2 separate regions of the Mus musculus genome follow, and region 2 is linked to region 1. The links are chromatin contacts, called in public Hi-C maps. All regions are on one chromosome and are shown on one strand. Each heading gives the region's core, a stretch centred on a gene start, on an enhancer-like site or on the middle of the called end of the contact. The rest is flanking DNA. Distances are from core to core; before and after follow the strand shown.

The links. Hi-C and Micro-C count contacts between places; a contact is called where the count stands out from the background.
Region 2: a contact with region 1 is called in a Hi-C map of cerebellar granule neurons, with 5 times the contacts expected there. The contact joins two enhancer-like sites. A contact is called at or near these places in 10 of 39 promoter capture datasets (the 3T3-L1 cell line, 3T3-L1-derived adipocytes, the HPC-7 cell line and 5 more), 39 of 484 Hi-C or Micro-C datasets (the AtT-20 cell line, DN3 thymocytes, the HPC-7 cell line and 25 more) and 7 of 115 datasets of contacts at active chromatin or transcription factors (SST interneurons, VIP interneurons, astrocytes and 4 more).

What each region holds. Positions count from the first base shown.
Region 1 is chr1:121,602,625-121,609,213 of GRCm38.p6, forward strand. No RefSeq gene overlaps it. Among named protein-coding and RNA genes, the nearest start is that of Ddx18, 38 kb to the left of the region's middle. Within about 2 kb of position 2,702, at least 17 of the 459 cell types and tissues checked have an H3K27ac peak or open chromatin away from gene starts, as enhancers often do. A contact at or near this core is called in cerebellar granule neurons, where this site is marked.
Region 2 is chr1:124,032,101-124,038,689 of GRCm38.p6, forward strand. All of the region lies in intron 1 of Dpp10 (dipeptidylpeptidase 10), which reads right to left. Among named protein-coding and RNA genes, the nearest start is that of Dpp10, 10 kb to the right of the region's middle. Within about 2 kb of position 3,706, at least 4 of the 459 cell types and tissues checked have an H3K27ac peak or open chromatin away from gene starts, as enhancers often do. A contact at or near this core is called in cerebellar granule neurons, where this site is marked.

The sequences.
Region 1 (6,589 bases), core at 1,452-3,951:
ATTTGGTCCTACTCCACTGTATGCACTCTGAGGACATGGTGCCCATGCTTTTTCCTTCCCTGTTTAACATGGTATTTGTTGATGTGCACATATAGCCATTGGGAAAATGTCCTGATGCCTCTATTTCAGATATAGCCAGAGGATTCTGACTGAGGTTTCAGAGTTGTATTGTCACAAAGGAGCACTTTAACCATTGGGAAATACAAATGCCAGTAAGCAGCTGTAGTTTCCTTGGTTACTTCATAGCTGACTCCCAGAATACCGAGTCAGGATGAACCTAAGTACAAGACGGGTGAATTTGCCTGATCTTCTCCTCCCTCCAGCTTATGCTTGCTTGCTTGCTTAGTGCTGCTTTTAACAGGTCCTTGATTAATGTCTAAAGGGAGGAGGGGATAAAACGTAGAAAGAATACTATGTGAAGTGGTGCATGCCTGTGATTCTGTCCCAGTATTCCAGAGGCTGAGCAGGGTTACAAACTAAACCAACAAACCATCCAAACAACCAAATAACAACTGTGCCTTAGGTAAGTATGTGCCCTGGAAACCCACAGACCTGTATCTGGATCCCAGTTCTGATTACCAGCTCTAAGACCACAAACAGGATACTTTCTGTGTGACACTGTCCCTAAGGAGATAAGAATAAATGTGTATTCACCCCAGGGAACCAATGACAGGCCAAAATATGGATACCACAAAAGTCTAACTTGGCGAACAGGGTGTGTGTGTATGAGAGAGGTTACTTACAGGAGCAGAAATGACTCAAAGACAACAAGCACCACCAAACCCAGCCGAGCATGGGTGACAGCTCTGAAAAGCTGGCAATAGGGAGTTTAACAGCAGCTTAACAGGTTGAAAAGTATGTTTTCTGGGCAGCTCAGTTGTTCTGAGTGTCTTCCAGGCAACTCAGATGGTCTCTGTCTCTTCTAGGTAGCTAAGCTAGTCTGAGAGTGTATCTAAGCAGTCCTTAATGCTGATATATACTTAGAAATGGAGGTACCTAGTGAATCTTCTCAGTTTCAGGGACTTCCTGAAACTGGTGAGTTATTTACTTCCTTAGCTTAAGGAGCTTCCCTGTAGGATGGAATGTTTAAACTCCCATTAGAACACCACACTTCTTAATGAACTTTCCTACAAGAGGGAATGTTTTATCTTGGAAAAAATTGTCACACAATACTGTTCAACCCTCTTAGGCTTAGCTTTGTCAGTCTAAAAGAGTGGGGACTATTCAGATTATTATTATTGTTGTTGTTGTAAGAAGAAAGTGAAAAAAATGAGGTATCAGGTCCTTGACATATGATCAATTAAATGATCATCTTTGTTATAAACATCTGTAAAGACAGCAGAATAAACCTCAAAATTTATGTGCTGATTCCCTGGTCCTAGTGTATTAGTCAGGGTTCTCTAAAGGAACAGAATTTATAGGCTGAATCTCCCTTTCTCTATAAAGAGAATTTATTAGAATAGATTACAGGTTGTGGTTTGGTTAGTCCAACAATGGCTATCTATTAACAGAAGGTTCAAGAATCCAGATGTTCTTCAGTCTGAGAGGCTGGATGTCTTTGTTGCTCTTCAGTATACACTAGAGTCCTGAAGAACTAGGCTCTAATACCAGTAAGGAATGGACTTGCAAGGGGGAGCAAACAATCAAAGAGCGAGAGAGCAAGCTTCCTTCTTCCACATAGAATGCTAGCACAATGTATGGTCCAGATTAAAAGTTGATCTTTCTACTTCAAAAACCTGGATTAAAGGTGGATCTTCCTACATCGGATTATAACTGTGCCTTCCCACTTCAAATGATTTAATTAAGAAAAAAAATCCCTCACAGCTCTGTCCAGCCATGTGGTTCTTAGCTAATTCCAGATGTGGTCAAATTCACAATGAAGAATAACCATCCTACATAGCGATTATATTTGGAAATAAGGTCTTCAAAGAAGCACAGCATTTCTAGTATCTTCTGTGAATATGACTCCAGGAACCTCATGGGCACCAAAATCTTTGGATGTTTAAATCCCCTTTATAAATGGTGTAGAGTATGCATGTAACCTGTACACTCCCATATGCATAACTCTAGAGATAACAAATAATCTCTACATTACTTATAATACCAAGTATGATGTAAGTGTCATGCAGATTTTTGTTAAACTGTTAGTCAGGGAATAATTACAAGGAAAAACATCTGCATGAGTTGTAATCTTTTTCTGAAAAAATGTCTTCTATGTATTTGTGTGGGGGAAGGGAAGGAAGTGGGGAAGGGGAGGCACAGAACAGCACAAGTTGGAGGCCAGAGGACAAGAGACTGGGAAGGCTTCATGGAGTTATCCTGGGGTAAGAAGGAAAACAGTTTCATTATGTTCTCCTAAAAGAAGTTAGGAGGTTACTGTTTTTGAAACATTGAACTTTAATTTCATCTTTTAGAAGAGCAAATCCCTTCCCATAACATGACAGGAGCCAACTTTTGCCTAACAAAACACAGCCAGTTTAATGGCTTAAAATAGCAGTGATTATTTGTCCAGGGAGCTGGTGTCTGTTTAGCTTGGATAGCATGTCTCTTCTTGACCCATTTATCAGCCAGGTGGACCGTATTAACAGATGGAGGAATGGCTTGTAGGAAGATAGACCCACATGCCTGGCAGTCCCCGGAGCCCTCCTCCTGGGAGCCTCCTCAGGCTTCTTAGGGTTTTCCCCTGGTATGACAGCTGGCTTCCAAGAGTGGGAGCTCAAGAGCCAGCAAAGCAATGGGAGCTGCTGGTAACGGAGGCCTAGACTTGGAAGTGAGTGCTGCAATCGGAGTGCTGTAAGTGAAGCTGCAGGGCAAAGGTCTCAGCTCTGGAAGTCCAAAAGAAGGAGGCAGGCCGATGAGTTTCAATTCACCAGTTAGAGACAAGCGATGTGAAAATAAGAAAAGATTTGTTTAGTGTCTCCTGGGGGGAGGACTAGTGACCCCATGCTTCCCTTACAGGAGCACTGGGTTTAAGTAGAGACAATGCTGCGGTGGGTTAAACAGCCTTCTCAAGGTAGCATCTGCTTGGTCATTAGCTCAGGTCTGGCTCTTCCAGGGGGATTGAAGAAACTGGGATTACCATGATCACTTGAGGGGAGCAATCTGGTTCCCACGAGACCTTACTTTCTAGTCCAGGGTGCGACCTTACCTTGATAGATTGATTATTGCATTCATTTTGTGAATGGTCTTGACTGTAAGGCTCTTTATAGTTTGGAGGCAGCTTTAGTCCCTTGTCACTAAGGTCCTTATAGGTCATTTCTGTTGTTCTTGGAATCCAAGGTGACTTCAGGATAGAATGGCTCAAGAGGAAACACGAAAGAGGCAAAGGTGGAACTAGAGAGGGCAGTGTAGCTAGTACCTGGCTTCCAAGGTAAGACCCAGAACCCTGTCTTCTGATGCCAGGCATGCCGGTTAATGTGGGGAGCGTGCTTTTTTTCCCCCTTTCTCTTTCTGTGTACCAAATTTTGTTTGTGAACATAGTGCACATGGGCCATGGTGTGTGTGGAGGTCAGAGGACAACCTCGGGTGTCAGTCCTTGCCTTCTCCCTTGTTTGAGACTGAGTCTCTCTTGTACTTTTTGCTGTATTCAAAAAGAAGGTGGATGCTTCCTGTGGAATGGCTCTTGAGGATATCCTGTGTCAGATACATACAAACACACTCACCTATACATATTAGGGTGATTGACAACTTGACAGCTATATACCATTAGCTTCTGAGATTCTCCCATCTTTGTCTTCCATCTCCCTGTAGGAGTACTGAGATTACAGGTGCTTCCACTACTGTGTCTTGGCTTTTGCGATGGTTCTAGGGAATCAAAACAGGTCCGCAGGCTTGCACAGCAAGTGCTTGTACCCATGGGGCCATCTCTCCAGCATAGGTCTTTTCCACCTAGAAGAGCAGATAGGATAAACTGCCTATATTTAGAGACATTTTGGAATTAAAAGTAACATACTAGGCTGGGGAGGTAGTTTAGTTCATAGAGCGTTGCCTTGCAAGCACAAAGACCTGAGTTCAACCCTCAGCACATTCATGCAAATGAGCTGGGAATGGTGGCACATGCTTGTAATTTTAGCTCTGGGGACAGACCAAGCAGATCCTAGGGGCTCACTGAGAACTATCCTAGGCTAGTTGGCAAGTTCTAAGCCAATGAGAGACCCTGTCTCAAAAAGAAGGTGGATGCTTCCTGTGGAATGGCTCTTGAGGATATCCTGTGTCAGATACATACAAACACACTCACCTATACATATTAGGGTGATTGACAACTTGACAGGATCTAGAATCATCAAAGAGATGAACTTCCAGGTACTCCTGTGAGGGATATTGTCCATTAGGTTAGCCTCTGGGCATGCTTGTAAGGGACTCTTGATTAGGCTACTAGAAGTGGGAAGACTCACTGGAATTCTGAGCAGTTCCAGTCCATGATCTGAATAATAAGGAGAAAGTGAGCTGAGCACTAATATTTAGCTACATCTGCTTCCTGATTATGCAGTGTGACCAGATACCTCCTGCCCCTCCTGCCCTGCCATCCGTCCTCATGACAAACTGTACCCCAAATGGTGATCCCAAATAAACCTTTCTTTATGCTGCTTTTGTTGGGTATTTCCTAACAGTAAAGAGAGTCTGGTTTTGTTAGGGAATGGTAGGCTAGGCCTAGTGAATTGCATTTGAAGAATTGCTGGATGAGGTGATGGTAAGGTAGGAAAGGAGGCTCCCCCTGTTACTTGGCCCTGACAGAAGGGAATATAGTACAGAAACAGAGCAGACTCAGGAACTCTCTAGGAGAAAATGCTTCCCCCCTTACGTTAGTGGACCCAATGTTGTATGCACACACACACACACACAAACACACACACACACACACACACACACACACACACACACACACGAAGGCTGCCACATTTTTCTAATCTAATTAATCTTTCCTCATTGTGTGAAGCACAGAAAGTGTCTGACATCACAAACCTCAGAGTAATGTTCGGTGTTCGTAGGGTATAATCATTAGTCAGAAATGTGCAAAGACACAATGTCTCATTAATAATCTCGAAATCATTGAGTCCCCCAGACAGTGGTCCCCCTCTTTACTTACACAATGACCAATAATCACTAAAAGGAGGGTCATTCATGATGTGTGACCTACATCTCTGATGATAGAAATCGGCTCAAAGAACTGAACAATCTTATTCAGAGGACTGGAGAGATGGCTCCGTGGGTAAAGTGCTTGCATCAGAATCATGAGGACCCTTCAGATTCTCGGAACCCACATACAGCCACGTGGAGTAGTGTGTACCTCTACTAAGTATTCCCAGGGATCCTGGGGAGAGGAGACTCCTCAGAAGCTCGTAGGCCTGGTATGCACAGTGGTGGTAAATAGCAAGCAGATGGGACCAACACCGGACCTTGCCCTTTGACCTCTATATGCTCACTGTGGCACATGGGCCTGCATTTATGGGAGCATGCACACATTAAGGTAAAGCTTATCTGCAGAAAGGCTTTAGGCAGGAACCATGCACGCATGATCTTCACAGTGTTCATACAAGGCAAACAGATGCTCCTCAGAGATAAGAATCAGGTTATAACAGCCGAGGGGGAGGAGAGGTGAGAGGAAGTGACCCCATTTGCTTTCAGAGGTCAGCTGACCCAGTTAAAGGATCCCGTCTCGGCTTTTCTTTGAAAGGCCACGTGTGATCTCGTGAGAAGAGGGAGATATTTTGATTTGGATTGAGGTCAGGATGGAAAGTGCTGCCTGTGTTCTCAGGACCTGGGTTTTCATTTTGATGCTGTTTGTGAGAGTTTAATATGAGATACTTTAATTCCAGCAGCACTGCTTCAGAAACACAGACTACAAGGACTGAACTGTATCCATCAGCATTTTGTCCCCACTTCCAATGTTCAGCCTGGACAGTGTAAAATGTTAGCCTCTTAAAAGGTTGACGAACTATACTTACTTATAGCAACGATACAGTACCGACTTTCCTGTTTATTTCCCACCCTAACGGCTTCTTCTTCTGTTGTTGTTTTGGGTATTGAAACTTTACTACCTGTAATAGGTGACGATCAAATGGACTGGCTAAGCAAAGTGGTTTTCAGGTTGTGGAGTGTTGTTATGAGTGTTACATGCAGTTGGGCTTGTCTGGATCTGACTTGGTAGTACTGACTATTGTGTAGTCAGAATTTCAGAGTCTTTATTTTCTGTTCTCCTCCCCCTTCTTCTTTCCCCTCCCTTCTCTCCTCCCTCTCCTCCTCCCCCCTTTCTTCCCTTCTTTCCAACACCCCTTCCTCCTCCTCCTTCTCCTGCTCCTCCTCCTCCTTTTCTTCCCTCTCTTTTCTCTACCTTTTCCTGCTCCTCATCTTCTTCCTGATCCTTTTCTTGCTCCTCAGTCTCCTCCTGCTTCTTGTCCTCCTCCTAGTCCTCCTCCTCCTCCTTTTTCTGTTTTCTTACCTCCACTCTGTACTTCCTTCCCTCCTTTTATTTCCATGTTAGGGATTGGACCCAGGGCTCTTTGCATACCGTACCAGCACTCTAGCCCCTGAGCTACATCTTCCATTGCTTCCTTTCATGCTTTTCTCATCAGTGCTCAGGCTGATTTTT
Region 2 (6,589 bases), core at 2,456-4,955, 2.4 Mb after region 1:
AATCATGAAAATGTATTTATGAAACACACACAGATGGCTAGGCAGATAGTTAGCAACGTGCTTGGTGTACAGGCATGTGGACCCAAGTTTATATTCCACAGCACCCTTGCAGAAGCTGGGTATGGTTAGATATGCCTGCAACTCCAATTTAGGGGGATGGGCAGAGAGGTAGATTCTGGAGGCTCACTGGCCAACAATTTTAACTGAAGGACTAAGCTTGTGTTTCATTGAGAGACAGTGACTCAACAAGATGGAGAAATGATTGAGGAGATGTCCAAGGTCAACCTCTCACCTTCACACACCATGTGGATATAAACACACATATGCATGACATCATTTTATCTTGTGGAGATAAATAATTACAAGTTGGATGTAAAATGTTAAGACCCTCTGCTTATTAAATTAAAGGAACAAAGGAAAGCAAAGTGGAATTTCAGATCTGGAGATGGTTGAGAAGAACAAGCAGAGTACTGGCTGCCAGGGAAGTTTTTCATGAAGGAATGAAGGAAGGAAGGAAGGAAGGAAGTCTTATGTGTCTTAATTCAGACCACATGGGTGTGTTCTCACCCTCTTTTTCATGGCAGCTGTGAGCACAGCCCTCTCCAGGGACAATGGCCCCATGCAATTGGATCTCAACCTCAGTTCGGAGAATGGCTGTTCTCTCTGTTGTGTGCAATTATCCAATCTCGTCTTCTGCAGAGAAGCTATTTGAGATTAGCAAACTGTTCTTCTCTGTCCTTCAAAGACACCTGGTCCAATTTGTTGGGAGGCAGCGACCAGCCTTATTGGCTGACTGGCTGAGTTCCAGGACATAGCAGCTCGTGAATCGACTCTGACACTTGAAGCTCTATAGGCCCTGTAGAGAGCTTTGATAAAACTGCTGAAGAAGCTAGCTGTGACACCAGATGTAAGCTCACACTGCATCGTCCCCTATTCTAAAGTTAGTAATGTAAAAAAAAAAAAAAAAATCAAACAAACAGACTAATGTAAGAACTGCAAATAAAGCTTGAACAGGTCCTTCTCTTAAAAGCAAGCCTGGAGGACTGCACAGTCAGCGCATATGTGGCTGTGCTAGGTGAAGAAGCAGGTGGGTTCTGGAGGCGTGCTAACATATTAAAGCTGAACTTTGATGTACTCACTATTTATTATTTAACACAGACTCGGAGTTTGTAAATTTAGATGTTAATTGCAGAAGACAGATGAGTTGGAGGCTGGGGAGATGGTTTCATCAGTGAAATATTTGTCTTGCAAGCATGAGGAACTGAGTTTGATTTCCAGGACCCACATGAAACGCAGGGTGTTGTGGAATGCAGTTGTAATCACATCATTAGGGAACTAAAACCTTGAAGATCTCTGGGGTTCACTGGTCAAGGCTGGTGGAAAAATAATGCAGAAAAAGCTACCGAGATTAGATTCTGACCTTCACACATGTATATGCACACTGGTGTATACAGACACACCAACATATACATATATACATATTCTTGCAGAAGGCAATAAAATGATGATGATGACGATGAAGAAGATGATGATGATAATAATAATAATAATAATAATAATAATAATAATGTTTCAACAACAGCATCAGCAATAATTTCATCAGACCTGAAAAGCAGGCACTAACTTTTGGTTTCTTTTTTTTTTAATTTTTTTATTTTTTATTAGATATTTTCTTTATTTACATTTCAAATGTTATCCCCTTTCCTGGTTTCCCCTCCAAAACCTCCCTATCTCCTATGCTCTGATTTGTACTGACTACTTTAGAACCAGTACTCTGAACTGTGTAATCTATTCTGCCCCTGTCTCTTCTCCTCAAGCGAGAGGCATTTTAGGTAGTTGTTGTTTGTTTTTGTTTCCTTTTTTATAACAAACTTTGTGTGGATGTATGTATGTGTTTATGATGCACACACAGACAGACAGACAGACAGACAGACAGACAGACAGACAGATAGATAGATAGATAGGTAGATAGATGTGGGAAGCCATGCACAATCGCCATTACAAGATGGCGCTGGCTTCCACAGTGCCTAACTAGTAAACAAGCAATGTGCGCAGGTGCTGGAGTAAATTCGTGTCAAGTCACTGCCCATCCTGGGGTATAGGAGTGGGGTGATGAGTGAGCAGCTAATCAGGAGCTGACATGTCACACAGAGGGGTGTTTAAGCAGCTCCATTTTCCGGGTTCGGGGTCTTCCTGAGAAGTAAGCAATAAAGCTTTGCCATAGAAGGATCTGGTTGTCCAAGTGTGTTTAGCAGGTGAAACGTTACAAGGATATATATATATATATATATAAGATTGGAGGTCTCATGTCAACTGTGACTGTCATCCCTAACCCTTAATTTTTGGAGACATGGTATCTCAGTGGCCTGGAACATGCCAAGTAGGCTTGGGGCATCAGCCTGAGGGCCACGGGGATCCACTTGTCCTTCTCTCCCTGATGTTGGGATTAAAAGTGAATGTTACTGAATGTTACTTTTTCTAATATATGGGTTGTATTAGAAATTGAACTCGGGTCCTCATGTTTGTGAGGCAAAGACTTTACCAACTAAACCATGACCTGACATAGGTAAATAACTTCTTTCTTCACATCCAAACTCAAGCTGAGTTTTCCTTATTTCTGCTACTTGACAAACAAGATGGTCCATCACCCCAAGCTTCCACCAATCACTACAAAGCTGATATTGTCCCTTGCAAGTAGAATCCATACATAAAATTTGATCATATAATATGCAATATCCTGAAAATAAATACTATTAATACAAACATTGTAACTCTGCAGGAATCCACCCACTTTAGCTCTCTCTGACATTTTTCTTTATTGAAATCATCACAGACAAACAGAAACAACTTCTATAAGTCTGATAATAGAAGGTTACTCTTCTACCAACTTCTCTCCTAGGAAAGACTGATTCTGGTTTTCAGCACATCAAATCCATCAGTGCTGTGATTAGGTAGGTTTTATTGTCTGTGTGTCATCACAATTGTCAACTGGGTGACAATTGCATGATTAGTTTCATGAGGCTTTTAAAGATGATGCAGTGTGTTTCCAGCACCCTTATAACCACGTGTAACCTAACTAAAAGGGATCTGATACACTCGTTTGGCCCCACTGAGCACTTGCACCCACAAGTATGTATGCATACACAGACAAATGCATATACAAGTGAGTAAAAAAATATTTTTAAAAAGGTATATATTATGTAAAGGGGGAAATTACACAAATCACATTTCCTTCTTCAAAATCTTGGAGACAGAAATAGGAACTCATAATTTCAATTAATAGTAATGAGTATCTGTAGATTTCATATTGGCCCCTTGTTTCCTCCAAGGCCCAGGTCATTTAGTATTCCCTGCCTTAAACACACCCACACGAATGGCTATTTCTCTTTAAAAATTGGCTTCAGGAAAGTCAGCAGATGGCAGTGCACTGTTATGGTTTCTATTTAATTTCGTATCTCTTCTATAACCTCTCTGGGTGTTTTGACCTCTCTAAAATACCTGTTCCTGCTTTCAGAGTGGCTCATTTTGAAGTTTATATAACAATTATGGGCTTGTTAGTTTTACAACTCCAAATCAGCAATTTTCTATCATGATGCATTTATCCTGGTTTTCTTTAACTAAAGACTGGCCTATGTGACCCATAAGCAACTCGAAAGTGACATTTCCAAGCCCAGGCAGCTAATCCTAGATTGTATTTACCTATTTCCAAATATTTGCACCATCTGTGATTCCATATTGGTTTTTTTGGCTTCACTGTTACAGCTCAAGGACTGCAGCCTGGGAAAGGAATGAAGCACCATCTCGAATACAGAATGTATTATAAGCACAAGATGGAATTTATCCCTGAGATGAGGAAAGGAAATAACAAACTCAGGAGGCCTGATGCATATGCAGTTTGCCACCTTCAACGCCCAAACTCCCTTGACTTCTTGGCACTGATAAGGAATATATAAACAAATGCTATGTATTTCCTTAACCAATTCCCAAAGCATGTTTGCTCTGGAGCACAGCTGACTCCACATAATCTTCATATCAACAAAATAGGAGCTCAGTATTAAAGGTGACCTTCAGTTTCTGATTTAGTCAAAGCAATGGGGAAAGGCTCTTTAAAGTCCCGCCCCCATGTTTGGTGACCTTGCATTCAGCATAATTTAATTTTCCATAACACTACAGAGATTCAGTCAAGTAAAAGTACACATTAAGAATCAAATGATAAATGCTGCATCTGTCAGTCTGTCATAGGTGAAAAGCCCCTCCCTATGTCCAGCCTCCCAACTACAGTAAGAGAAAAATATCCTTTGACTTCCAGGTACAATATTAAATTCAGGAAGAGACCACATAAATGAGCTCAATCTAGACAGTCAAGGTTCTGGGGTTCAATGTGATCTTAAATGAATAGCGATCCCTAGTTCTTTCCACCAACAGGAATTCTGCGTGACTCAAGAGTTCTTTATATAGATTGTTTTATTCAGCACATAAACATTTCTCATCCCTGGTATTGGAACTTGGTTCCCTGACAACTCTGTTTAGAAATAAAATAATCATACTTCTTGCAATAAAATTATACCTACTAAGAAATCCATCCACTCAGAGTTTTGTGCATACATCAATGCAAGTCTATTTCTATGCATGTTTGCACATGTGTGTTTCTGTATGTGTATGCTTGGTGTGTATGTGTGTGTGTGTGTGTGTGTGTGTGTGTGTGTGTGTGTGTGAACATCTGTCCATGTTTGTGTCACACAAAATGCTTATAAAAATTCTAAAAACATACTGGTATTCCGTTTTTCTAAGAGTTGCAATTTTAAAGCCAAGTGGTTAACATCTTCATAGGTAATGTGCTTGCCATGCAAGCTTAAGCCTCTGGGTTCAGACCATGTTCAAACCATGTTAAAACACCAGATGTGGTAGTACAATTATAATCCCTCTGCTCCTAAGTGAGATGAAAGGCAGAGATGGAAGCCTAAAATCAGTGTGCCAGCTAGCCTGCCATATGCAGTATGAAAAATATGCTTATGTCCCAAACATACTAGGAGGCATAAACCAACATTTAGAATACTCCTATAAGCTCCTCATCCACACTAGGGACTGTGTGTATCTTCACACACACACACACACACACACAGAGAGAGAGAGAGACAGACAGACAGACAGACAGACAGAGAGACAGAGACACAGAGACAGAGACAGAGAGACAGAGAGAGACAGAGAGACAGAGAGAGACAGAGAGACAGACAGAGACAGAGACAGAGAGACAGAGAGAGACAGAGAGACAGACAGAGACAGAGAGACAGACAGAGACAGAGACAGAGAGACAGACAGAGACAGAGAGACAGACAGAGACAGAGAGAGACAGAGAGACAGGCAGAGACAGAGACACAGAGAGAAAGAGAGACAGTGAGAGAGACAGAGAGAGGGACAGAGAGAGAATAGAGAATAGAGAAATAAGCATCTCAGGAGATCTTAAAGGTCTAGAAGCCTGGAAATACAAAGGCAGCTATATTCATTTTTCTTCCTTGGTTTTTCACAAGCCATGTGAGTGATCTTTTCAGCTTTCTCCACACCTTCTTCCTGTTGTGTGCCTATAATTTTTGACGAACTGTGGGTGCCACCATAAGTAGTAGGCAGCTTGAACCTGAATTCTGTTTAACTCTGCCCTTAACATTCACCTTGCATTTTCATTTCCCTGCCTCCAAATAACCAAATCTGCAAAATCCTTTAGTGTTTTCCTCTTCTGTTTGCACAAACATGTTCTGTTCTTATCAGTGAAGTATGCATATTATCTGAACACTAGTTCAAAATTATTAACATTTTTACCATTTTAGATAAACAATGTCATGGTAAACAGAGGCTCACTTTATCATGTAGAAGACATAACAATGAATATGTTGAATGATAATTTCTGAGCAGTATAACTCAAGATAAAAACCTTTTATCAGTCTTACATAAATGTAAAATGATTGGAGTGGCAGTTGATGTTTGATTTCATATTGCTTATAAAAACATAAACGTTTCTGAGGATCTAGGACAGCTCACCCAGAGATATGAATAAGACAAATCTCCATCTTAACTACCTTTTCATTTCCACAAATGCTATTACTTATCTCTGTCTATACCTAGCAATGATAATCACCATGGAGGTGAATGTAGTTCATGAGAAGATAACTGCCATGGAGAGAGAAGGAGGATTCTAATGCTTTAGAGATTTTTTATTTTTTGCATGGAAAAATAAGTGCATCTGGGTCTGAGTCAATATGAGGACTCCAATGGAGGAGTTAGGACAAGGACTAGAAGAGCTGGTGGGGTTTGTAACCCCACAGGAAGAAAAACAATATCAACCAATCAGATCACCTCAGAGTTTCAAAGGACTAAACCACCAACATACAAAGAGTATTCACAGCTCCATCTGCAAATGTAGCAGAAGATTACCTTATCTGGCATTAGTGGGAGGGGAGGCCCTTGATCCTGTGAAGGCTCAATGCCCCAGCATAGGGAAATACTAGGGCAGTGAGGAGAGAGTAGGAGTAAGTGGGTGGAGGATCACCCTCATCAAATCAGGGGGCATGTCCTGTGAAGACATGAGTTTCATGGC